Regions from separate parts of the Mus musculus genome. Here all the other regions are linked to region 1. Evidence: chromatin contacts called from public promoter capture Hi-C data. All regions are on one chromosome and are shown on one strand. Each heading gives the region's core, a stretch centred on a gene start, on an enhancer-like site or on the middle of the called end of the contact. The rest is flanking DNA. Distances are from core to core; before and after follow the strand shown.

The links. Capture Hi-C pulls out chosen DNA fragments and counts their contacts.
Region 2: a promoter capture Hi-C map of adipose tissue shows a contact between it and region 1. The contact joins the promoter of Clta here to the promoter of Reck in region 1. A contact is called at or near these places in 2 of 484 Hi-C or Micro-C datasets (both in embryonic stem cells), 8 of 115 datasets of contacts at active chromatin or transcription factors (bone marrow-derived macrophages, effector CD8 T cells, embryonic stem cells and 3 more) and 3 of 9 other capture datasets (adipose tissue, liver and pancreatic islet).
Region 3: a contact with region 1 is called in a promoter capture Hi-C map of adipose tissue. The contact joins the promoter of Hint2 here to the promoter of Reck in region 1. A contact is called at or near these places in 16 of 39 promoter capture datasets (the 3T3-L1 cell line, 3T3-L1-derived adipocytes, the HPC-7 cell line and 8 more), 6 of 484 Hi-C or Micro-C datasets (CD4 T cells, the HL-1 cell line, embryonic stem cells and 2 more), 8 of 115 datasets of contacts at active chromatin or transcription factors (astrocytes, embryonic stem cells, forebrain and 1 more) and 3 of 9 other capture datasets (adipose tissue, liver and pancreatic islet).

The regions. Positions count from the first base shown.
Region 1 is chr4:43,873,532-43,876,858 of GRCm38.p6, reverse strand. It overlaps Reck (reversion-inducing-cysteine-rich protein with kazal motifs), which reads right to left and starts at 1,329. Exons shown (of 21, transcript NM_016678.2): 1 at 1,154-1,329. The coding sequence starts at 1,253.
Region 2 is chr4:44,002,907-44,006,286 of GRCm38.p6, reverse strand. Clta (clathrin, light polypeptide (Lca)) reads right to left here and starts at 1,844. Exons shown (of 6, transcript NM_001080384.3): 1 at 1,587-1,844.
Region 3 is chr4:43,654,874-43,658,511 of GRCm38.p6, reverse strand. It overlaps Hint2 (histidine triad nucleotide binding protein 2), which reads left to right and starts at 2,067. Exons shown (of 5, transcript NM_026871.1): 1 at 2,067-2,153; 2 at 3,466-3,606. The coding sequence starts at 2,073. It also overlaps the pseudogene Gm4748.

The sequences.
Region 1 (3,327 bases), core at 80-2,579:
AGCTGGATTAGTCAAGAATTCACAGTATTCTTTCGTCCCTTTTCTATTGGTTTCCTTACTAGTTTATAGTTAAATTTAGAATTCAAATAATTAACTAATCCCAGGTTCCTGTCACAATCTTCTTCAAATGCCTTCCTTTAAAATAAATAAATAAATAAATAAATAAAGCATCAACCAAAACTCCTTAATTTTAACTTCTCAGGCTTTCTTGAAAACTTCCTTGAGACTGGGTATGTTTTTCCCCTGAGTGCCTCTCCCTGTAAGCAACACACTCCTCCGTTACTTTTGTTATAAAAATTCCATTCATCTTTCGATGGCTAGTATAGGTAGACACTCGGTTTTTCTCATCTTCTAGGTGAATGTCAACGTTCCTCTGTGCACATGCAGCCCCACCCGCATCTCTCCTCTGAACCTGTCTGCCTGAATTCAAACTGCTTAGCGCTCCTGTCTTCCACCACCTATCAGCCTGAGGTGTCCCGGGAAGCACGAGTTCGTGTCACATCCGAACGCTGAGCAAGCGCAGGAAGGACAATCCTAAGCGGTCAAGCTTTCCATCCATCTCTGGTGCAACTGCTTTAACAGAGCCCTAGAACACACCTCTCTCCCGAAGCCAAGCCGCCACGGGGTGATTTATCGATGTGTAGTCAACCCCCACCCCACCTTACCCCATCCCCCAGCCGGGTCTCAGACCCACGGTGCACCCGCCAGGCAACCTTGTGGACCCTATCAAAGTTCACCGCCACTCAGGCCAAGTCAGTCAAATTAACAAGTGACAACAACTGACTGGGCAGCAGCAGGGGAGCTGCACCTACGTATCCCTTCCGCCCAGCGGTGCTATCCGGAGCCCAGGCACCTCCCTGTTTTCTGACAGGGACCCTGGCCAGGGACCAGGGTCCGGCAGGGCAAGGGGCCCCTGTCTGGGAGGTGACAGAACAAGGCCTCGAACCCCAGTCACCACCCCAGGGTTCGCAAGATCTTCAGGGAGAAGAAGACGAGGGCGGAGAGCGGCCTCCGGGTCGGGCTCCAGCCCGGCGTTCCTGACCGCCGCCCGCGGGTCTGGGGGCACGCGCACCCCGCCCCCGGCTCCGCGCCATCTTGGAGCGCTGAGGCACTCCTCAGGACCGCCCCGATCGTGGCTCCCGCGGCTACTCACCCGCGCTGCCCGGGGCCAGGCCCCCCGTCACCTCCGCGACCCCCGCCGCGGCCAGCAGAAGTAGCAGCGCGCTGCGCGGGGAGGCCCGGACGCTCGCCATGTCCGGGCCGGGTGGGTCCGAAGCCGCGGGATGCTCGGACCCAGCCTGGCCGTAGCAACCCCTGGCACCAGGCCCCGCCCCCGGCGCCTTGGCTCTCTGGTGATTGGCTGCGGCTCGCTGAAGCCCCGCCCCGGCCGCTCAGAGTTTTCAAAACCTCCCGGGGGGCGGCAGCGCGCCCTGGACCCTGGCTCTTTGTTATGGGCCAGCTGTGTGTCGCCTTCGGACTCGGGCTCCCGGGCTGCGGTCTTCAAACGGGAAGTCAGAGGCTGGAGACCCCTGTGGAATGCCTCTGTCCCGTGTCGGGGCACATAGGGGGTGGGGAGCCCGCAGCTCAGGGGCGACTGGCCTGCCGAGATCACTCTGCAGGTCCGTCTGATTTGCAAGGGCTAAGTCAAAGCTGAACTGTAGGGCGTGCACCCCTAGTTGAATCCTCCAGAACACTCTTACTATCCTGTCCAAAGGCTGCCTCGACCTAAAGAAGGCGTGTTACCTGGCCTCCCCTCAAAGCCAAAGGGCTCTGCTGAGGGCACGGATTCACAGGCTGGCTTCGCTGTTAATACCTATTGCACTCAGAGAAAGGGTCAGGGCAGCCTGTATGACTAGACTTAGAGAGCCTTGAAATTCAGAATTGGTTCGAGAGGATTTGGAGATGAATCTTTGAGCAGCTACTCCGGAGAATGTTCCAGAGGACCTAGGAATCAAAGCGAATTCATTGTGGAGAAACGCCCCCCACCCCCCACCCCCCCCTTTTTCCTGGCTACCTGGCCCTTGAACAGATAGCTCGTCCAGTTTAGAGACTTGCTGTTCAGAAGTGAAGCCAATTGCTTATTTCCAGATTCCTCTATTCAGGTCACTAACAGCAGCTTTCTCCTGCGACAGATGGTAACTATGACTGTAATGAAAAGAACAAAGTCTTGACACCCTCCTCGAGTCCAGATTGTACACTACTCCCGACTAGCCCCGTGTCTGTGGGTGAGGACATTTTTACTTCTGAGCCTCCCCCCCACCCCAACCCTCATGCTGGCCTTCTTGATAAGATTAATGAACGTATTGTGTTTATTTACTTATTTTGAAGACAGGATCTCATACAGCTCAGGCTGACCTTGAGTTTACAATGAAGCCAAGGCTGGCCCTGATTTCCTGATCAAGCGCACAGGAACCCAGTCTCATATTGTATTTAGAATGTCTCAGACAGTGCTTGACCCAGTGAATAATTGAGATATCTGAACTCAGGCCATGGGGCTAACTGGCTGAACGTATTTCCCACTCTGCCCCTACTACTTTGTGCTTCTTCAAAACAACAGACTTTCTTTATTAAAAACACTGAGGACAAGCCGGGCGTGGTGGTGCATGCCTTTAATCCCAGCACTTGGGAGGCAGAGGCAGGTGAATTTCTGAGTTCAAGGCCAGCCTGGTCTACAAAGTGAGTTCCAGGACAGTCAGGGCTATACAGAGAAACCCTGTCAACAAAACAAAACACCACTGAGGACTGTATTACATCGTTTCTGCCCCACCCTCTTCCCTTATCAACTAAGGCTTTACTTTCTGGAACAGTTCTAGGCTCATAGCCCAGCTGAATGGACGGTACTAAAACATAAAGTGCCCCTCATATGCACAGCCTCTCTTACAACCAATGTCCACCACCTGGCACCTTTGTGACAATGGGCGTGCCCGAGCTGACACGCGGAGTCACTATTGGGAATGTGCTGTGACAAATGTATAGCGTTTATCTACCACTCTTCCTTTTAACTTTATTTAAAGTGTAGCTGTCAGGAAAAGTGTGTGGTTCACCTTGGAGCTCATACTATATTTCTGCCCTACAATGCTGGTGTGATCACGTGTCACTTAAAACGATCGATGCTTAGAGATCAATATGGTGCTTTTAGATAGACTTAATCACCAACTATTGGTTGTTCTGAAGCTCTTATTTTTTCAAATCCTATTTTTACTGATGACTCTTAAATGCTTTAACCTTCCTTGTAACCCATCACCCACCAGAGGTATTGGAAAAGAAAGGATACAGAGGAAGTGGACCTGTTTAGAAAGGTTCTTTGGAGCAACTCCCGTCTGTGTT
Region 2 (3,380 bases), core at 595-3,094, 130 kb before region 1:
GAGGTAACTCAGTCATAAAAGAACAAACACGGTATGCACTCACTGATAAGTGGATATTAGCCCAAAAGTTTGGAATATCCAAGATTCAATTCACAGACCACATGAAGCCTAAGAAGGAAGACCAAAATGTGGATGCTTCAGTGCTTTTTAGAAGGGTGAACAAAATACTCACAGGAGGAAATATGGAGACAAAGTGTGGAGCAGAGACTGAAAGAAAGGGCATCCAGAGACTGCCCCACCTGGGGACCCATCTCATATACAGCCACCAAACCCGGACTTTATTGTGGATGCTGGGAAGTGCTTGCGGATGGAAGCCTGATATGGCTGTCTCCTGAGAGGTTCTGCTAGTGCTTGACAAAGACAGAGGCAGAAACTCAAAGCCAACCATTGGACTGAGCTCGGGGTCCCGGATGGAGGAGTTGGAGAAAGGACTGAAGAAGCTGAGGGGTTTTGCAGCCTCATGGAGGGAGCAACAGTGTCAACAGGCCAGACCCCACTGGAGCTCCCGGGGACTGAACCACCAACCAATGAATACACATGGAGCAACCCATGGTGCTGGCCACCTATGTGGCAGAAGATGGCCTTGTTGGACATCAGTGGGAGGAGAGGCCCTTGGGCCCAAGGGTGTTCGATGTCCAAGTGTAGGGAAATGCCAGGGCGGAGGACCTTCATAGAGGCAGGGAAGAGGGGGTGGGGAGGTCTGAAGGGGAGACCTGGAAAGGGGGAAACATTTGAAATGTAAATAAAGAAAATATCCAATCCAAAAACAAAAAGATTGGAAACCTCTCAAGAGAGAGAAAGAAAAAGAGAGAGAAAGAAAGAGAGAGGGAGGGAGGGAGAAAAGGAAGGAAGGAAGGAAGGAAGAGAAAATAAATGGCCCCATAGGCTCCTAGGGACTGGGCCTATTAAGAGGTGTAACGCCTTGTTGGAGTAAGTGTGGCATTTTCAGAGGAAGTGATTAACTGAGGGGGCAGGCTTTGAAGTCTCAGAAGCTCAAGCCAGGCTTAGTGGCTCATTGTCTCTTCCTGCTGCCTTTGCATCCAGATGTAGAACACTCAGCCAGCTCTCCAGCACCATGCCTGCCTGTGTGCCGCCATGCTTCTCACTATGATGATAATGGACTAAACCTCTGAACTGTAAGGCAGCCCCAATTAAACATTTTTTTTTTAATAAGAATTGCCCTGGCCATGGTGTCTCTTCACAGCAATAGAAAGCCCGACTAACACAGGCATCAAGGGTGTTTCCAATTTCTGGCTTGTAATAATTATCTTTTTAAATTTACTTAATATTTATACCCATAAAAACACTGGAGGCAGGAGCTGTGGTAAAACCCCACTAGCTCAGCAAGGTAACTTTACTTTCTTAACTACAAAAGATCTATTTACAAGCCTGATTCTACAATAAACTGCTAGCTCCTTAGAAATCTTTCTAGCTGTGTCATTGTACTGAGCTAATCTACCTTTCTCTTGAGCTCCTCCAAACCCAAGAGGGCTCCTTAGTTCTTTCCTAGAATCCTGTTTCTCCTATGTCCTGCCCACTGGTTCTCTGAGGTTCCTGCTAGCCCAAAGAACAAATCCCTACCTTACCTGGATCTCCTTCTATGAAGCCAAGCCAAAAAGAGAGAGAGCCCAAAAGTCCAAGTGAGCAGAGCTCTCTCAAAGGTCCATTGCTATAAAAGAAGTCTCTAGCTCCTCCTTACACCCTGGCCAGGCTGAGCAGAGTCACGGACATGGTGGTGGTGGTGACTCCAAGCCAAGTCAGTGGGGGCCAAACCATTTCACCTGTACAGTGGAACAGCTCAAGGCCATCCAGCTGACTTTGCTTCAGGTCATAGAGCAAAGACCACAGACCTCCTCCAAGCAATGTGCCTTGAAATGGGCGGGAACTTTCAATTCTTTAGCATTCTTATCTATCTAGGCCTGTAGAGGCACACCCAAACTGCATCTCTTCCAGACACAACTGCCTCTCACAGACACTGTATCTTTGTGGGCTTTCCTGTTTTGCCAACACACAGGATGTCAATGTACAATCACCAACTACCCAGTGATACCGGCTATCATGAGTAGGACAGCAATGAACACGGCTGAGCAAGTGCCTCTGTGGGTTAGTGGTCCTCAACTTTGCTAATTCTGCGACTCTTTAATACAGTTCCTCACGCTGTGGTACACCCAACCGTAAAGTTCTTTTCATTGCCACTTCGTAGATGTAATTTTGATCCTGTTATGAATTGTAATATAAATATTTGCATTTTCTGATGATCTTAGGCAACTCCTGTAAAAGGGTCATTCAACAACCTCAAGAGGGTTGCGACCCACAGGCATTATAGTTGGGTGCCTCCCAACTACCTTGTCTAACTTAAATTAGCCTGTTTATTCTATCTACATCTGTCACGTGGCCATTACCTCTCACTCGGACCCAGCACGTAATCCTTCCAACTCTGCAACACACAGATCCTCCCGCACATGAGTCTTCCCACAGTCCCTTTCTCTCTACCAGGAAGTCCTGCCTTCTACTTCCTGCCCAGCTATTGGCTCTCAGATCTTTATTAAAGCCAATCAGAGACTGCTTTAGGCAAGTGAAAGAGGACAGAAACACACCTTCACACAGTATACAAAAAAATTCCAACGCTCACCATCAGTAGGTGAGAGTTTCCCTTACCCAATATCCTCACCGCTGTGAGCTGTCATTTGCTTTATTGATCTTGGCTATTCTTACTGGTGTGAGATGAAATCTCAAAGTAGTTTTGATTTGCATTTCCCAGATGACTAAGAATGTTGAATATTTAATTCTAAAGAAATTAAAGATGCTATTTATGTTTCATCTTTTGGAGACTGTATTTATTCTGTGCCCCGTTTTTAATTGGGTTATTTGTTGTCTTGATTTTCAGGAAGAGGTTGTTGTGTTTGGGGGTAGAAATTGGTTTAATTCTTTACATATTTTGGTTTTAGCCCTCTGTCAGATGCGTAACTGGTAAAGATCTTTTTTCATTCTGTGCCTAATTCTTTGTCCAAATGACAGTGTCCTCTGCCTTACAGAAGCTTTCCGTTTCATAAGGTTCCATTCATCAATTGTTGATCTCAACGCCTGTGTTAATGGTGTTCCTGCTCAGGAAGTCTTTTCCTGTGCCAGTGAGTTCAATAGAGTTTCCCATTTTGTCTTCTATCAAGTTCAGGGTATCTGGCCTTGTGTTGAGATCCTTGATGATAGACATGACACAAATCACTTTGCATTCTTCTACATGCAGACATCCAGTTTAACCAGCACCTTTTGTTGAAGATGCTGTCTTTTTTCCAGTGAGTATTTCTGGGTCTGTTAAAAATCAGGTGTTCAATGGGTCTGTACCTTTGGGTCTGGGTCTTTAGTTTGATTCCACTGTTCAT
Region 3 (3,638 bases), core at 818-3,317, 220 kb after region 1:
TAAGGAGTCCATGCCAGGGTCAGGTTTGTGGATATCAGGGAGTGTCAGAACTCCGTAGGTGATTTTATGGCCACAGGACAGTCTGACACTGGTGGGCCTTGTGATGCTAGGTTCCCTCTTTGCTGGATCTACAAAACAAATAGCCTATGTGGCCTGCTGTGTCAAAACCCAAAGAAATACCCAGCTCTGGAGCTTAGCCCCCATCAGATCTCCACCCTCTTCTCATCCCAGCCCCACTTATCTCCTGCCCTTCTCGGGGGCAGCTTTCAAGTCTCACATCTAGAGCTCAAGGTCAAGGTGGCCTTCCATTTCCTCATATTTAGAAAGGCCATTTGTAAAGAAAGGGATACAGCCTAGATCGCTAGGACCCCAGGGCAAACATCATATGGTGACATATTAACCCTCAGGGAGGGAGGTCTAATAATATAGTTATGTAAGAGAGATTGACTGTCCTGACTCCAGAGTGTCTCGGCATTGGTGGTATGTGCTGTGATAATCATATAAAACTAATTCTGTTAATAGAGTTACTGTGATCAGGTCACTGGGGACACAGTGTGTGGCCATTGCAGTGTATAAACTACCGTAATCTGAAAAACATAACAAGGAGCATGACATTTATTACTACCATAAAAAGCTGCAGAACAGCAAAACACCAAATACTCAACTGTTGAGCATTTATATATCAGGACATGTGCAAACACATAACAGCCTCTAAAGATATAATAGTAACTTACCTTATTGTGCCAGACCAGAACTCTCCAGGTGGTGAGTATTTAGAGGGGTGGGAGTGAGGGGATACTAGTGTTTTTTTGAGACAGAGTCTTGCTGTGTAGACCACACTGGCCTGGAAATCATGAGTGATCCTCCTGCCTCTGCTGCTCAAGGGAAATACTGTGTTTCTTATTTCAAAACATGAAGCAGAACTGGCGAGATGGTTCAGTGCTTGCTATACTTGTAGAGGACTTAAACTTGGTTCACATCAGGAGGCTCACACTATGTGTATGTAACTCCAGCTTTAAGGAGGCATCTTTGGCACCCTCTTCTGGCCTCTACAGACACCCACATGGGCTTGCACATACACCCACATGTAAACAAATAAATCTTTAAGGGCTGGAGAGATGGCTAAGCAGCTAAGGACATATACTGAACTTGGAGAGCACTGGAATTCAGCTACCAGCACATACATCAGGTGGCTCTCAACAGCCTGTAACTCCAGCGCCAGGACATCCTACGCCTTATAGCATCCATATGCACATAACCCACAGGCGTATACACACACACACACACACAATTTTTGTATTTAAAAAAAGTGTATACAATCAGACCTGCCTCACTGAAAATGCTGGGCACAGAGGTAACGATACCACCCACCATTTATGAAGTGGAGAAAAGAATAACGCATAGTATAACATACATCCTCACTCGTTTAAGGAAAAAAAAATGCCCTGAAAACTGATGTAAGTGGGAGCAAGAACAGGAAGAAATTGATCTCGATTTTAAAAAGATATTTTCATACGATATGTTTTAAATCTTTGCAGTGGTCCAAAGGCTGAAATTGTTAAGAAAAGACTGGGTGCCTACCCTACAGATTTTAAAAAAAAAAAAAAAAAAAAAAAAGGTCCCAATTCACCTTGAGTCCCGCCCATGTTCTTCGGGAGCCAATAAACACCGAATGTCCTCAGAACCCCGCCCTCCTGACCAATGCGGAGATGGGTCTGCGCTACTTTTAGCCTTTTGTACAGCAGGTGGCGAGGCCCCGCCCTCTTCACCCCCCTTACCCCTCAAGAGGGGCCAGAGCTAAAAGGGACAGGCCGAGAACGAGCGCTTGGTCAAGGTGGCGAACCTGAGTCCATTAGGAGAATATCCCACCCCCAGGTTTAGTCCTTCCAATGGAATGGGAATGTATCTCAGAGTGAAACTGCGTAGGGACCCAATGGAAAAAGAGTTTTCACGCTACCAAACAAAAATTGGCCCTGCGTTCGCAGAGGCAGCCAATGAGATGTACGACGGGACCCGCCCCCCAGCAGGCCACGGCCAATGGGGCTGCGCCTGCAGGCGACACTCTCAGGAAGATGGCTGCTGCTGTGCTGCTGGCCGTGGGCTTGCGCGCTGCGCGCAGAACCCTGGCTGCCGCGGGGGCCCGGGGGGCGCAGGTGAGAAGCAGCCAGAGGGACGAGGGGTCTTGCAGGCACTGGCGCGTTCCGGGCCCGGCACGCGCAGCACTCATCCCCGCGGAGCCACTGCCTCGACCAAGGGTCAAATTCCGGGACTCTGCGGGCGGGCAGGTCTGACTCCAGTCCCGGAGAGAAGCGATCTGCCTGCGACCGCTTCTGGGAACAGCCGGGGGGCGTCTCGGTTGAGATGGAGCGTGTGCTGCTGTCCGGGAGCCAGCTCTCGGCTTACCTCAACCGTGCCCCTTGCAAGAAGTGAGTGCTCCCTTCTGGGAGCTAGCCGGCTGTCTTCCTCGGACCTCTGACCCTATAATGTGCACCAGTTTTGCTCCTTCATCTTTCACACACCACCACACGCAGCAGCGATTTCATTGACCCCACTGTTTTGCTTCAGTGTCACACACTGGCTCCAGCCCTCTCTGAACCGGTGGGAAACTGGGATATCCCTACCTATTATCCCCTCAGGTACAGCCTAGTTCACTTAGCTGAACTCTTCCGTAACTCCGCTGATTCACATGACTGGAACCGAAAGTCCAGTGTAGAAGCCAAGCATGGTGGCGCATTCCTATAATCCCAGCAATGTGGGAGACTGTGGCAGCAGAATTACCAGGACTGCGCCAGCTTGGCCTGCATAGAAACACTAACAGGAAAGCTGCACAATAAGATTTGACACCCAAATGAGAAATCAGCCAGTGTCAGGACAAATACATTAAATCAAGTAACAAGGCTTAAAGATCAGAAAACGTGTAGTAGAAATACGTTAAAAACAGTAAAGAGTTTCATTCATGCTTTGAAGTTGTCAGGGGCATTCATCTGATGTATGCAAGGGTAGCGTTGGAACTGAGGCCTCAATGTTGTCTTGCTTTGGGGAACAGAGTCTTATGTATCCCACACCAGCCAAGAGTCTCTAAACGTAGCCAATCCTCCTGCCTCCCTGACCTAGGTGCTGGAATTACAAATGTACGACTCCACACCCAGGGGAAAACCTCACTCTTGAAACTGCCCTTCTGGGTCTTCTTACCTGGGTAGTGCTAGATTTCTCAGGCACTGTTACAGGAATCAGTTGCACTCCTAAGTCCCGCATAGGAATCACTGCGTGTTCTGTAACCAGGTCCACCATCACCTGGCCTACTCTTCAGGCTCTGAAAGTCAGGAATTTTTCCTTGGAGTGAAAAGCACTAATAGGTTCTTAGAAGAATGGTGTTAGTAACACTCAGAGCCCAGCATCTTCCAACCTCAACTAAGTGTTTGGGGAAATTACTCTCTCCCTTGGGGTCACCCGCCCCACCCTCAGGTCCGAGGAAACGCAGGGGTGTCCGACGGGAGTGAAGTGGCCAAGGCCCAGAAAGCAGCTCCTGGAGGAGCATCGCCAACCATCTTCTCCCGGATTTTGGACCGGAGTCTCCCAGCTGACATTCTATATGAAGATCAGCAGGTGGGGCCCAATCCTCTTGTGAATGTCATGGG